2 separate regions of the Sus scrofa genome follow, and region 2 is linked to region 1. The links are chromatin contacts, called in public HiChIP or PLAC-seq maps. All regions are on one chromosome and are shown on one strand. The core of a region is the stretch at or near the end of the contact, and the rest is flanking DNA. Distances in the headings are between cores, read along the strand shown. Region 1 holds the start of EIF1AD (probable RNA-binding protein EIF1AD). Region 2 holds the start of CCDC85B (coiled-coil domain-containing protein 85B).

The links. HiChIP or PLAC-seq counts read pairs in DNA pulled down with a chosen protein or histone mark.
Region 2: an H3K27ac HiChIP or PLAC-seq map of alveolar macrophages shows a contact between it and region 1. The contact joins the promoter of CCDC85B here to the promoter of EIF1AD in region 1. A contact is called at or near these places in 3 of 47 Hi-C or Micro-C datasets (brain, fetal skeletal muscle and skeletal muscle) and 2 of 2 datasets of contacts at active chromatin or transcription factors (alveolar macrophages and skeletal muscle).

What each region holds. Positions count from the first base shown.
Region 1 is chr2:6,332,072-6,337,313 of Sscrofa11.1, reverse strand. It overlaps EIF1AD (probable RNA-binding protein EIF1AD), which reads right to left and starts at 2,432. Exons shown (of 6, transcript XM_003353773.4): 1 at 1,606-2,432; 2 at 668-849; 3 at 463-571; 4 at 257-365; 5 at 35-85. The coding sequence starts at 754. It overlaps BANF1 (barrier-to-autointegration factor), which reads left to right and starts at 1,988. Exons shown (of 3, transcript XM_005660673.3): 1 at 1,988-2,282; 2 at 2,978-3,116; 3 at 3,337-3,863. The coding sequence starts at 2,994. The coding sequence ends at 3,483. It overlaps LOC106509306 (a long non-coding RNA gene), which reads right to left. Exons shown (of 3, transcript XR_001306720.2): 2 at 4,973-5,149; 3 at 4,017-4,335.
Region 2 is chr2:6,435,658-6,440,899 of Sscrofa11.1, reverse strand. It overlaps CCDC85B (coiled-coil domain-containing protein 85B), which reads left to right and starts at 3,072. Exons shown (of 1, transcript XM_003122520.4): 1 at 3,072-4,113. The coding sequence starts at 3,263. The coding sequence ends at 3,871. FOSL1 (fos-related antigen 1) reads right to left here. Exons shown (of 4, transcript XM_003122519.3): 4 at 4,727-5,242. It overlaps FIBP (FGF1 intracellular binding protein), which reads right to left and starts at 417. Exons shown (of 10, transcript NM_001244509.1): 1 at 231-417; 2 at 1-48. The coding sequence starts at 315.

The DNA of each region.
Region 1 (5,242 bases), core at 1,183-3,682:
TTTCTGGCTTCCTGCTCTGAGACTTGTGCCTCACCTGTTACTGTTATCATCGTGTTTCTCAGCCACTTCGGAGAAGGCCTGTGGCCTGTGCCAAGAGAAGAGCCAAGGTCAGAAAGGACAGAGAAACCTCTGGGCAAAAAAGCTATTTCCAGCTGATCCAGCCTGGGACACTGGGACCTCCCCTCCCCCCAATTCCAGTGCTAGGAAGTCGGTCCCTCAGAAGCCATGCAGCCAGTGACCAAGGGGCTCACCCTACCAGAGCCCTTCCTTCTGTAGAGCGCGCACATGATTTCTGCAGAGCACAAAGGAGATCTCGGCCTTCACTTTCTCTCCCTCTTCAATAGGGTCAACAATGAGAAAGTCCCCTACAGACAGAGAAAAGGAAAAGGGAAGTCAGCCCTGCTGGCAGAGAGGGAAGCCAAGGCTATCAGAATTGGTCTCCTAAAGGGCTGCCTCTCTCACCTCTCTTGATCCAGATGTTCTTGCGGTATTTGGAGGGCATGCTCACCAGGAAGTGCTGCCCCTGGGCTGTCTCCACCTCATGCAGATTGTTCCCTGGGGTCCTGAGCACCTGGTCCAGAAGAGACCAAGTACCAGTCAGCATTATCAGCCAGCTGCAACCCTTGCTGAGCTACAGTCACCCTGTCCCCACCCCAGTGCCACTCACCCTGACGATCTGCTGCCGGTCGGAGGGCACCATGTGCTCCCCCAGCACCTCCTTCACCACGTGCTTCCTCTTGGTGGCCTGAGACATGTTGTTGGGTCCTGTCCCAGGGTGGGGGTGAGGGATGCAGAGACTGTCAGCTCCTCTCCCTGAGTTTCTTGGATGGCAGTCTCAGAAGGACTATTCTAAAGATGGGGAGGGACCTTTTACTGGGGAGGACACAGTGTCAGGTTAAGGAGAACTACTTGCATTCAAATCCCACCTTGGGTATTTCATGACTGTTCAATTTCTCTAGACTTCAGAGAAAAACAATAGCTAACTTAGAGCACTGCTCTAAGAATGAGCATAAGCAAAGCACTTAGCACTGTAAAGCACGTAAAAACAACTCGTGTGACAAGAGTTCTCCTGTGGCATAGCAGGTTAAGGATCTGGCATTCTCACTGCAGGGGCTCAGGTTGCTGCTGTGGCACAGAATCAATCTCTGAGCCGGGAACTTCCATGTGCTGCAGGCACGGCCAAAACAAATAAACAAATTTAAAAATACAACGGTAAAAACTAAACACGGGTTTCAGGAAAACAAGTCATTCTGGCAACCAGGGGGAGAAAGAATCACATAAACTCTTCTTCGGTATGCCTGTACATCCCAAGCGTAGCACAGCCACACAAACAGATGCTCAATCTCTCAACATACCACAGACATGGACCAGGGAGAAGAATTCAAGTTAGGAACAAGTTAACTAAGGTCAGGGCCGGCCGACATGGTCTTTGGCATCTGCTGTTTATGATTTGGGTACTGAGAAGACGAGGACTGATGCGCACACAGAAGACGGCCGGTTTCCAAAGGAAACGCCGAAGTGTCATCTCTAGTTGCCGTCCCCTGCCTGCCCTCCTCCCTTCCTACCCCGAAGGAAAGACGCTCAGTGAGAGAAACCCAAACTTACTCTCTGGCCCTCGGATCCCACGGGCGATGCCTGAAGCGGAACGACCCCGTTCTCCAGGCTGGACGCTGAACACGTCTCGTCAACGACTCGCTTTGTAGCTGAGTCAACGAGCGCACAGAAAATGGACTTGCCGGCGGTCGCGCCGGTGAAGACCCCTTGGACTCAAGTCTCTTACAAGCCGGACGGCGAGGAAGACAGCACGCGCCGGCCCGAGGAAACCCCTTACTTCCGGCGCTCTCTCGGAAGCCTCCCAGCCACACCTCCCTCCTTGTCCGCTCCTCTAATTCTTCCCACCACCAAGTAGGCCACGTTTAATCCTTAAGTTCCAAATGTCGCGCCGCCGAGAAATAAAGTTTTCTCCTCCCAGGCCTCTGCTCCCTCAGACCGGAAATATTTCCCGAGCAGTGAGACCACAGAAAGCTGCCCGGCTTCCCGCAAAGCAACCGGAAAGGAGCGCCTCCTAAACGCACGCTGGCGCGCCGCCCCCTCAACCCCGGCCCAATCTCAACTCTATGACTTCACGCGGCTAGAGGTGCCCAATGTAATTTTGGGTTTTTTTTTAAGGCGGCTCTTGAGGCGACCCGGAAGCGGAAGTGGGGCGAAAGTTCTAGCGGGTCGAGGCATCCGCAGGAGCGGCCGGGTGGCGGGAGAGGCCGTTACGGGAACCGGAGCTGCGGGTGAGTGCGAGCCGCGGTGCAGGGCCCAAGCTGGAGACTGGCGGAGGCGCGGGGAAGAGAAGGGGAAAGGCGCCTCAAGCACTGCGGCGGGCCAGAGGATGCGCCCTCGGAGAGGGATCGGCCGGGGCGCGGCGCGCGAGCGCAGAGGCGCGGGGAGGGGGCGGGGCGCGGCGCGCTGGGGGCGGGGCCGGCGGCGTGGGGCGCGGCGGGAGCCCTGGCGTGCAGCCCGCCGGGCTGGAGAAGCCGCTTCGCTTCTGCTTTGTGATTAGCTGGCGGGCCGGGTGGGACAGAGTCCTTCATTTGCTTTACGGGCCAGGTAGCCGTTGCAGGCAGGGTCAGTGCCACTTGGGCCCAGCCAAGGTCACCGAGGAGTGACAATTTCAGGGCGAGCCCTGGGTCCTGACAGACTCTTGGAATCTTGACTCTGCTCTGCGTGCGCCACCTGTTAGAGCAAGATAGTGTTGCCTCTGGGGTGGTACCGAAACCAGCTCCTGCAAGGAGTGGAAGAGATTTCTCTTTTGAATAGTGAGGAAAAGACTCCTTAGGCTTCGCTTTTTTCGTCCGTGAAGTGGGGGGAGAAGCGAGTAAGCTTCTGCGATGACTGGTCGAGCGTCCTCTTAACTGTGAGATTGGTAGTGGGCCCTCAGGAGTTCCCGGGTTTTCAGCCCTAACCTGCCTTTTCTTGGGATTCTCAGGTTAAGCTTGATCAAGATGACAACTTCCCAAAAGCACCGAGATTTCGTGGCAGAGCCCATGGGGGAAAAGCCAGTGGGAAGCCTGGCCGGGATTGGTGACGTACTGGGCAAGAAGCTGGAGGAAAGGGGCTTTGACAAGGTGTGGGGTGGCTGCGTGCAGCTGGGGAGGGCTGAGGATGGCCTGCTGGGCTCTTTCCTGGCAGTTGGGGCGGGAGGAGAGTGAGTGGACCCGTTGGGGGTGGGCAGTGGCATGTATTCTGCAGGGCTAGCCAGAGCCGGCCCTGCTTCCTAGGCTGAGGGCCTCGTTCCTGGTCCGCAGAGCACCTAGCAGCATGCCCTTCCCTCTGCCTGTCTTGCAGGCCTATGTGGTCCTTGGCCAGTTTCTGGTGCTCAAGAAAGATGAAGACCTCTTCCGGGAATGGCTGAAGGACACGTGTGGCGCCAATGCCAAGCAGTCGCGGGACTGCTTCGGGTGCCTCCGGGAGTGGTGTGATGCCTTCTTGTGATGCCCTCCGGGGAGCCCCCGACCCCAAGCCCCAGCATTGAGTCTCCAGAGTTTGCAGCCAAGCCAGGACTCCTCCCCCATCCTCTACAAAGGAAAAGATTGCTGTTGTGTGCACTTCCAACGTACTCCAGCATCTTTTGGGAGTTCTCTCCCCTCACCATGTCACCTTTTTTGGAATTCTCACACTTGCATGCATCTCCCTTCTCCTTTCCTTGCCAGTTTCATGTCAGCAATTACCAGCTTTTCTGAGTGAATTCCTGGTCCTGGCCCTTACCCCTACCCTCACTTCTGATCTGTTTTATGCCATGTTTGGCCCTCTTTTTGGCAGAACAGTTCCTGTCCTTGTAAAGTTTTCTAAATCAATAAAGTCAGTGGCCTTCATGCCTGGGCTCTGTCCATGGAAAGCAGGTGGGCTGGGAGCTCCCTGTTCCCCAGGGCCCGGCCAGGTTTGCCACACTCCTTATCAGTGCACGTCGAAACCGGCAGCTTCTGGCTCCAGAGGGCAGCCATCCTGGCCACGTGGGCCTTGGGCCAGGTGCCTCGGAGTGTCTCAATCCCTTAGTGATGTGGGAGAGGGTGTGGGTTGATCCCTTCCTGGGGTCCAGGTGGGCTGGGGTGTTCCAGATGTCAGCGTGGTCAGCTGGGCTAGGCAGCACCTGGTGGAAGACAGTTGGAGTCAGCGCTGCCAGGAAAAGGGTGGACCAGATGTGGGCGAGGGTTTACCTGATAATCGTCATGTGCTCTCCTGGCCTCCGGTAGGAGTGGACAGGGTTTTTGCAATCTGCCCTGTTCTCTTAGGCTTAGGCGGGAGCAGCGGGGGTGTGGGTGGGTGAATTTTTCTCAGCTTTACAGTCTAGTGAAGAGAGAAGTGACAGGTGATAAATACAGAAATTCAGGTAATGTGAGTTAGGCTTCTATTTGGTGCATATTTGTCCTGTTCTGTGTTTTTTTGTTTCTGTCTTTTAGGGCCACACCCATGGCATATGGACATTCCCAGGCTAGTAGTTGAATCCGAGCTACAGCTGCCAGTCTACACAACAGCTCATGGTAACGCAGGATCCTTAACCCACTGAGTGAAGCCAGGGACTGAACCCACAGCCTCATGGCTACCAGTTGGGTTTGTTACCGCTGAGTCACAGTGGGAACTCTGACCTGTTAGTTGTTGATTGTTTAAGGTGAACGGGGTCTACAGCTAAGATCTTTGCAGATTTTTTTTTTTTTTTTTAACGCCACGCTTGTGGCATATGAAAGTTCCCAGGCCAGGAGTCGAATCAAAGCTATAGCCAGCCTACACCACAGCCACTGCAACATTGGTTCCAAGCCACATCTGTGACCTACACTGCAGCTTGTAGTGTTGGATCCTTAACCTACTGAGCCACAACAGGAACTCCTGCAGATTTTTTTCCTTTTAAAATAACAAACAGTTATTTCTCTTTCACTGGCAGGGAAACTAGAGGCTCAGAGAGGCTGAGAAACCTGTGTGGATTTACCTCTAGGAAGCAGCCAGAGTGGTCTTCAGAACGTAGTGTAAAAACTCATGAACACTGAGAGTCCTGGCCTTTCCGAGACTCAGTTTTCCCACCTGGAGATGAGGTCGTAAGGATCAGATGCAGTGCTGGCATCTTTGAGGAACTACTTGCTTACAGAATTTTTCTCAGCTTTACAGTCTAGTGAAGAGAGAAATGACAGGTGATAAATACAGAAATTGAGGTAATGTGAGATTTCCATGGTTTCAGGGTAGGGAAAGATTTCAAAAAGTT
Region 2 (5,242 bases), core at 1,823-4,322, 100 kb before region 1:
TCTGCTCCAGGATTCCCGAGCGCACCCGCAGGGCCACCGCGTCGTTCACTGGGGGGTGAACACTAGCATCAGGCAGAGGCTCTCCAGAGACTCCAGCCCCGAGCCCGAGGTATCCCGCCCTCCCAGACCTCTGCCCACTGTCGGACTGGAAGCCTAGTCCTGGTTCGGCCCCCTCTCCCTCCAAAACAACCGCTCCGCCCGACGGGCTCCCCAGACGGCCCCCCACCGACCCGAATAACCGTCCAGCCAGAGGCGATACACGTCCTCGTCGATGAGGGTCGTGTTCCCCACGAAGATGTCCAGCTCGCTGGTCATAGCGACGCCTGGACGAGGGCGCCACCGCAGCGCCCCAGCAGGAGCGAGCACTGCCCGCGCCCGGCGCGCAGCCGCCGGGCCACTTCCGGGAGCATCGACTTTCGGCTCCGGGCACCCGGAGCCGGAGAAGGACCACTTCCGGGACAGAGCCCTTGCGAGCAGGAGCCCCAGGAAGCAGGCAAAGGCGGTGACGGTGGGGTAGCCCCTCCTCCCAGTGGGAGGAGGAATATCAGGCTCCTGGGTCCCCACCCCGCTCCACCCCACCTCACCCGGCCGGGTGGGCGTCCGGAGGCGAATCCTTCGGTCAGTGTCCCCAGCCCCGGCAACCTCCACCCTCACATGCTCCTGCTTTTTCTCTGGCCTCCTCGGGGCGTCCCTACTTTGACCTGTATCCTAAATTTAGGGGTTTCGCGGGGTTCTATCCTAAATATTTTCTTCCTGTTGTGGCTCAGCGGGTTAAGAACCTGAGTACTGTCCCTGAGGATGCGGGTTCTAACCCTGGCCTCGCTCAGTGGGTTGAGGATCCGGGTTGCCAAGAGCTGTGGTGGAGGTCGCAGATGCGACTCACATACCACATTGCTATGGCATAGGCTGGCGGCTACAGCTCCAATTCCATCCCTAGCCTGGGAACTTCAAATGCTGCAGGTGCCACCCTAGAAAAAGAAAATTCTAGCCAGACTTCCACAGGCCCTTGCTGGGAGCCCCTCAGCCCCTCCACCCCTCCTGTGGGTGAGCCCCTCTCTTGAGCATGGGGCAGCTGCTCCCACGGTTTTAATCCACCCCACCCTGGCCCCAACAAACTAATGCCCTCTCTTATTCTGCAGCTTAATGCTCTGCCTGGAGGTGCACATCCAGAGAACCGCCTCTATGTGACTCTTGCCACACTGGTCCCCCAGAGGCCCCTCAAAAGCCAGATAGACCTGTTGGACTCCCTGATCTGTTTCTTTCCTGTGTTCCTATCACAGTGACAGCCCCAACATCCACCCTGTTCTCATGGCAGAAAGCTCCCATACTCCTCTCTCCCCACATTCAGTTCTGCTGATTTGCCTCCTGAATATTTCTAATATCTGTTTTATCTGCTCCACCCCCCGCTGGCACTGTCCCAGCCCAGTCCTTCTGCAGAGCTCTCCTTGCCCATTGACACAGTGTTCTTAGTAATCTCTCTGCCTACATCTCCTCCCTATGGTCCATCCCACACAGCAGTTCAAACAACCTTTCTAATAAATGCATATTTTAAAATGTTCCTCCTCTGCTTAAATCCTTACTGGCCTGTGCACACGCTCCAACCTCATGCTGAAAGCCCTTAAGAATCTGGCTTCTGACTACCTTTGTTGCCTTCCTCCCTCTCTTACCACTTTCCTTAAGCACTTGCCTTTTTAAAAAGATGTATATCAAGCTATTTTCATTGTTGTTAAAGCAGCTAGGCCCTTTCCCACCCGCAGTGACTTTCATCGTGCCACTCCCTGTCCCTGAAATAGTTTTCTCCTTACTTGCCAAAGTCCTATTTTTTGTTGTTGTTTTGTTTTTTGTTTTTTGTTTTTTTAGGGCTGCACCTGCGGCATATGGAAGTTCTCAGGCTAAGGGTCAAATTGGAGCTGCAGCCTCCAGCCTGTGCCACAGCCACACCAGATCCCAGCTGGGTCTGTGACCGTCACCGCAACTCACCACCAGATCCTTAACTTACTGAGAGGGGTCAGGGATGGAACCCATGTCGTCATAGATACTAGTTGGGTTTGAACCGCTGACTCACAACAGGAACTCCAGTCCTATGCTTTTTTTTTTTTTTTTTTTTTTGATCGGCATGTGGAGGTTCTCAGGCTAGGGGTCAAATCGGGGCTGTAGCCACCGCCTAGGCCAGAACCACAGCAATGCAGGATCCGAGCCAAGCCGAAACTTCGACCTACACCACAGCTCACGGCAATGCTGGATCCTTAAGCCACTGAACAAGGCCAGGGATTGAACCCAAAACCTCATGGTTACTTGTCGGATTCGTTAACCACTGCGCCACGATGGGAACTCCCCTATGCATCTTTTAGAGTCCCTCAGATATCACCTCTATTGGGAAAACTTTTGCGGGTGGAAGGCAGTCCCTCAAAATATGCTCTTTCTCCATTTGCTTCTTGGATTTAGCACAGCTTGTCTCTTCTGCTAAATTAAGATCTCTTTGAGGACAGTATAGGATTTTGATTAAGTTTATTTCTGCGTGGATCTCACACACAATAATGGTTTTTTGAAAAAAGAAAAAAAAGAAAGGTTTTCTGAAGAAACGAATCCCTTGTATGCCTCTCCCACCGAGCAGGAACACTCCGTGAGGGGGAGGGTAGGCCGATGGTGAGCCAGGACCTTAGGATTTAGGGTTCCGAGGACTGGGAGCGAAACTCAGTGAGCCGAGACTGTCGAGCTCAAGCTAAGCTAGGAAGGATGGAAAGGCGGCCCGTCTAGGTTCCGTCGGGGGCGGGTGGGCAGGAGGGTGGGAACCCCCACCCCCACCCCCGCCATCCGATTCTTAGTTCTCGGGAGGAGCCGAGAGGCCTAGGCTCGAGCCTGAGGATGTTGGGAATTGGGAAGTTCGAAGCGCCTAGTTTAGGGTTGACTGGAACAGAGGTCGGTGACGCGGGTACCCAAGGTGCACGAGGGTCGGGGACTCCGCAGTCCGAAAACGGTCCACTCTCCCTCGCCCTCCCTCTCTCGCCCCCACCCCGGCGCCCAGGTCCCGCCCCTTTCCGAGGAGGCTTTCCCAGATTGGCTGTCGTTCCTTAACGTCATGTGGCCCCGCCCCGGCGCGCGCCCCGCCGCGTGCCCACCCCCGCTCGACTGCTGCATCCTACGCTCGCTTAACCACAGACCGTCTGCCGAGCGGGTGCTAGAACCCCGGCGCCGCGGAGCTCGTCGTGGGGCTCCTGGGCCGCGGCGGCGGGCAGGCGATGCTCCAGAGGCCTGAGCAGCCATGGAGGCCGAGACGGGCGGCCTGGAGGAGCTGACGGATGAGGAGATGGCGGCTCTGGGCAAGGAGGAGCTGGTGCGGCGCCTGCGGCGGGAGGAGGCGGCGCGCCTGGCGGCTCTGGTGCAGCGCGGCCGCCTCATGCAGGAGGTGAATCGGCAGCTACAGGGTCATCTGGGCGAGATCCGCGAGCTCAAGCAGCTTAACCGGCGCCTACAAGCTGAGAACCGCGAGCTGCGCGACCTCTGCTGCTTCCTGGACTCGGAGCGCCAGCGCGGGCGGCGCGCCGCGCGCCAGTGGCAGCTCTTCGGAACCCAAGCATCCCGAGCCGTGCGCGAGGACCTAGGCGGTTGTTGGCAGAAGCTGGCGGAGCTGGAGGGCCGCCAGGAGGAGCTGCTGCGGGAGAACCTGGCGCTTAAGGAGCTCTGCCTGGCGCTGGGCGAGGAGTGGGGCCCCCGCGGCGGCCCCGGCGGCTCGGGGGGCTCAGGCGCTGCGCCAACACCCGAGCTGGCTTTGCCCCCGTGCGGTCCCCGTGACCTGGGCGATGGAAGCTCCAGTACTGGCAGCGTGGGCAGTCCCGATCAGTTGCCTCTGGCCTGTTCCCCAGATGATTGAGGGTACAGCTTCCCGCCGACGCCCGCCAGGATTGGTCCCCAAGCGCCGGGATTGCAGTGAACTTCGGGACTCGAACGCCGCCCCGGCTGCGCACGAGGGGCCGCTTGCATGGACTTAGAAAACCCTGACGCTGAGGAGGGCCCCTGGCTCTCGCTGGCGGGGCAGCAGGGGACTGGAGGCTGGAGCGGAGGGACTTGCTGGAGGCTGGGTGGGGGCTAATAAACTGAGAAGGAAGCAGAGCCCATGGCCCGGCCAGCGTCTGTTTGGGACTCGCCGGCGTTGGGAGGAGGGCGGGGACTTGGTGATGGGGTACCGTTCCCATCCGGAGGGACTGCAGAACTAAGGTGGCTGACTCCCCAGTACCTCAATCCTGGGACGGGATGTGGGACCCTGGTAAACCACCGCCCACCCCCCACCCCCCACCCCCATCAGGCTCCAAGACAGGCTGTGATCCGGCCCCTGAAGTGGCTCCGGCTCCCTTCCCAGCTCCTTCCTGTCCAAGACAATGGGGCAGGAAGCAGGTGTTGGGGGCCTAAAACCCACTCAGCCGGCCTCCCCTGAGGCTGGAAGGGGCTTAGCAGCCTGTGGCACAGCAGGAGCACTGCGGGCCCCCACCAGGAGGAAGATGATAATCCTCTTGGCTTGGCAACCCACAGCTTTTCTCTTCCTCCTTTCAGTCCTGGAGATAGGCAGAACAGATGCAGCCTCATTTGTCAGATAAGAAAATCGAGGTCCCGAAATAGTGAATAATTTCTCCAAGGTCATATAGTGAGTTGGAGGAGCTCTGATGGGAGCCTAGGGCTTCTGGCTCCAAAGGTTCTCCCTTTAGCCTCTGGGTCCAATGAGAGCAGGCCAGAGCTTCAAGGCTTTTATTCCATTTTAGCAGGTTTGTATAAAAATACTCTCTTTAGGAAAATAAATAGCAGCTGCTCTTGCTATGGATGCTTGGATTCCCTGGAGCTAAAGTCTTCTCAGAGCTGGGGGCACAGGACAGCTCATCACAGAAGCCTCTGGCACCCTCCTGACCCCTTCCACTTATGAGGGGCTGGCAGAGAGTCTTGGTTCAGGAACCTGGTGCTGCTGGCAGTGGGGCTGGGTGAGTTAGTGTTTTAGGCTGGTGGAGTATCATCTGTTGGCGGTAGGGTTGGGTGGATCATAGGAAGAGGGTGATGAAGACTGTAGGGGTGGTCTGCAGGGGTTCAGGACTCCAGAGGACCTCTGAGGATCTCCAAAGTCTCTTGGGAGCTGCTCAAGTTTTTCTTGAACAAACAGGAAATATTTTGTCTCAGATTTTGTGCAAATTGTGCTAGAGAGGCCAGCCCTAGAGAAAAAGTGGGCAGCTTTGGTGCCCCAGGCTAGCTCTACAAAATA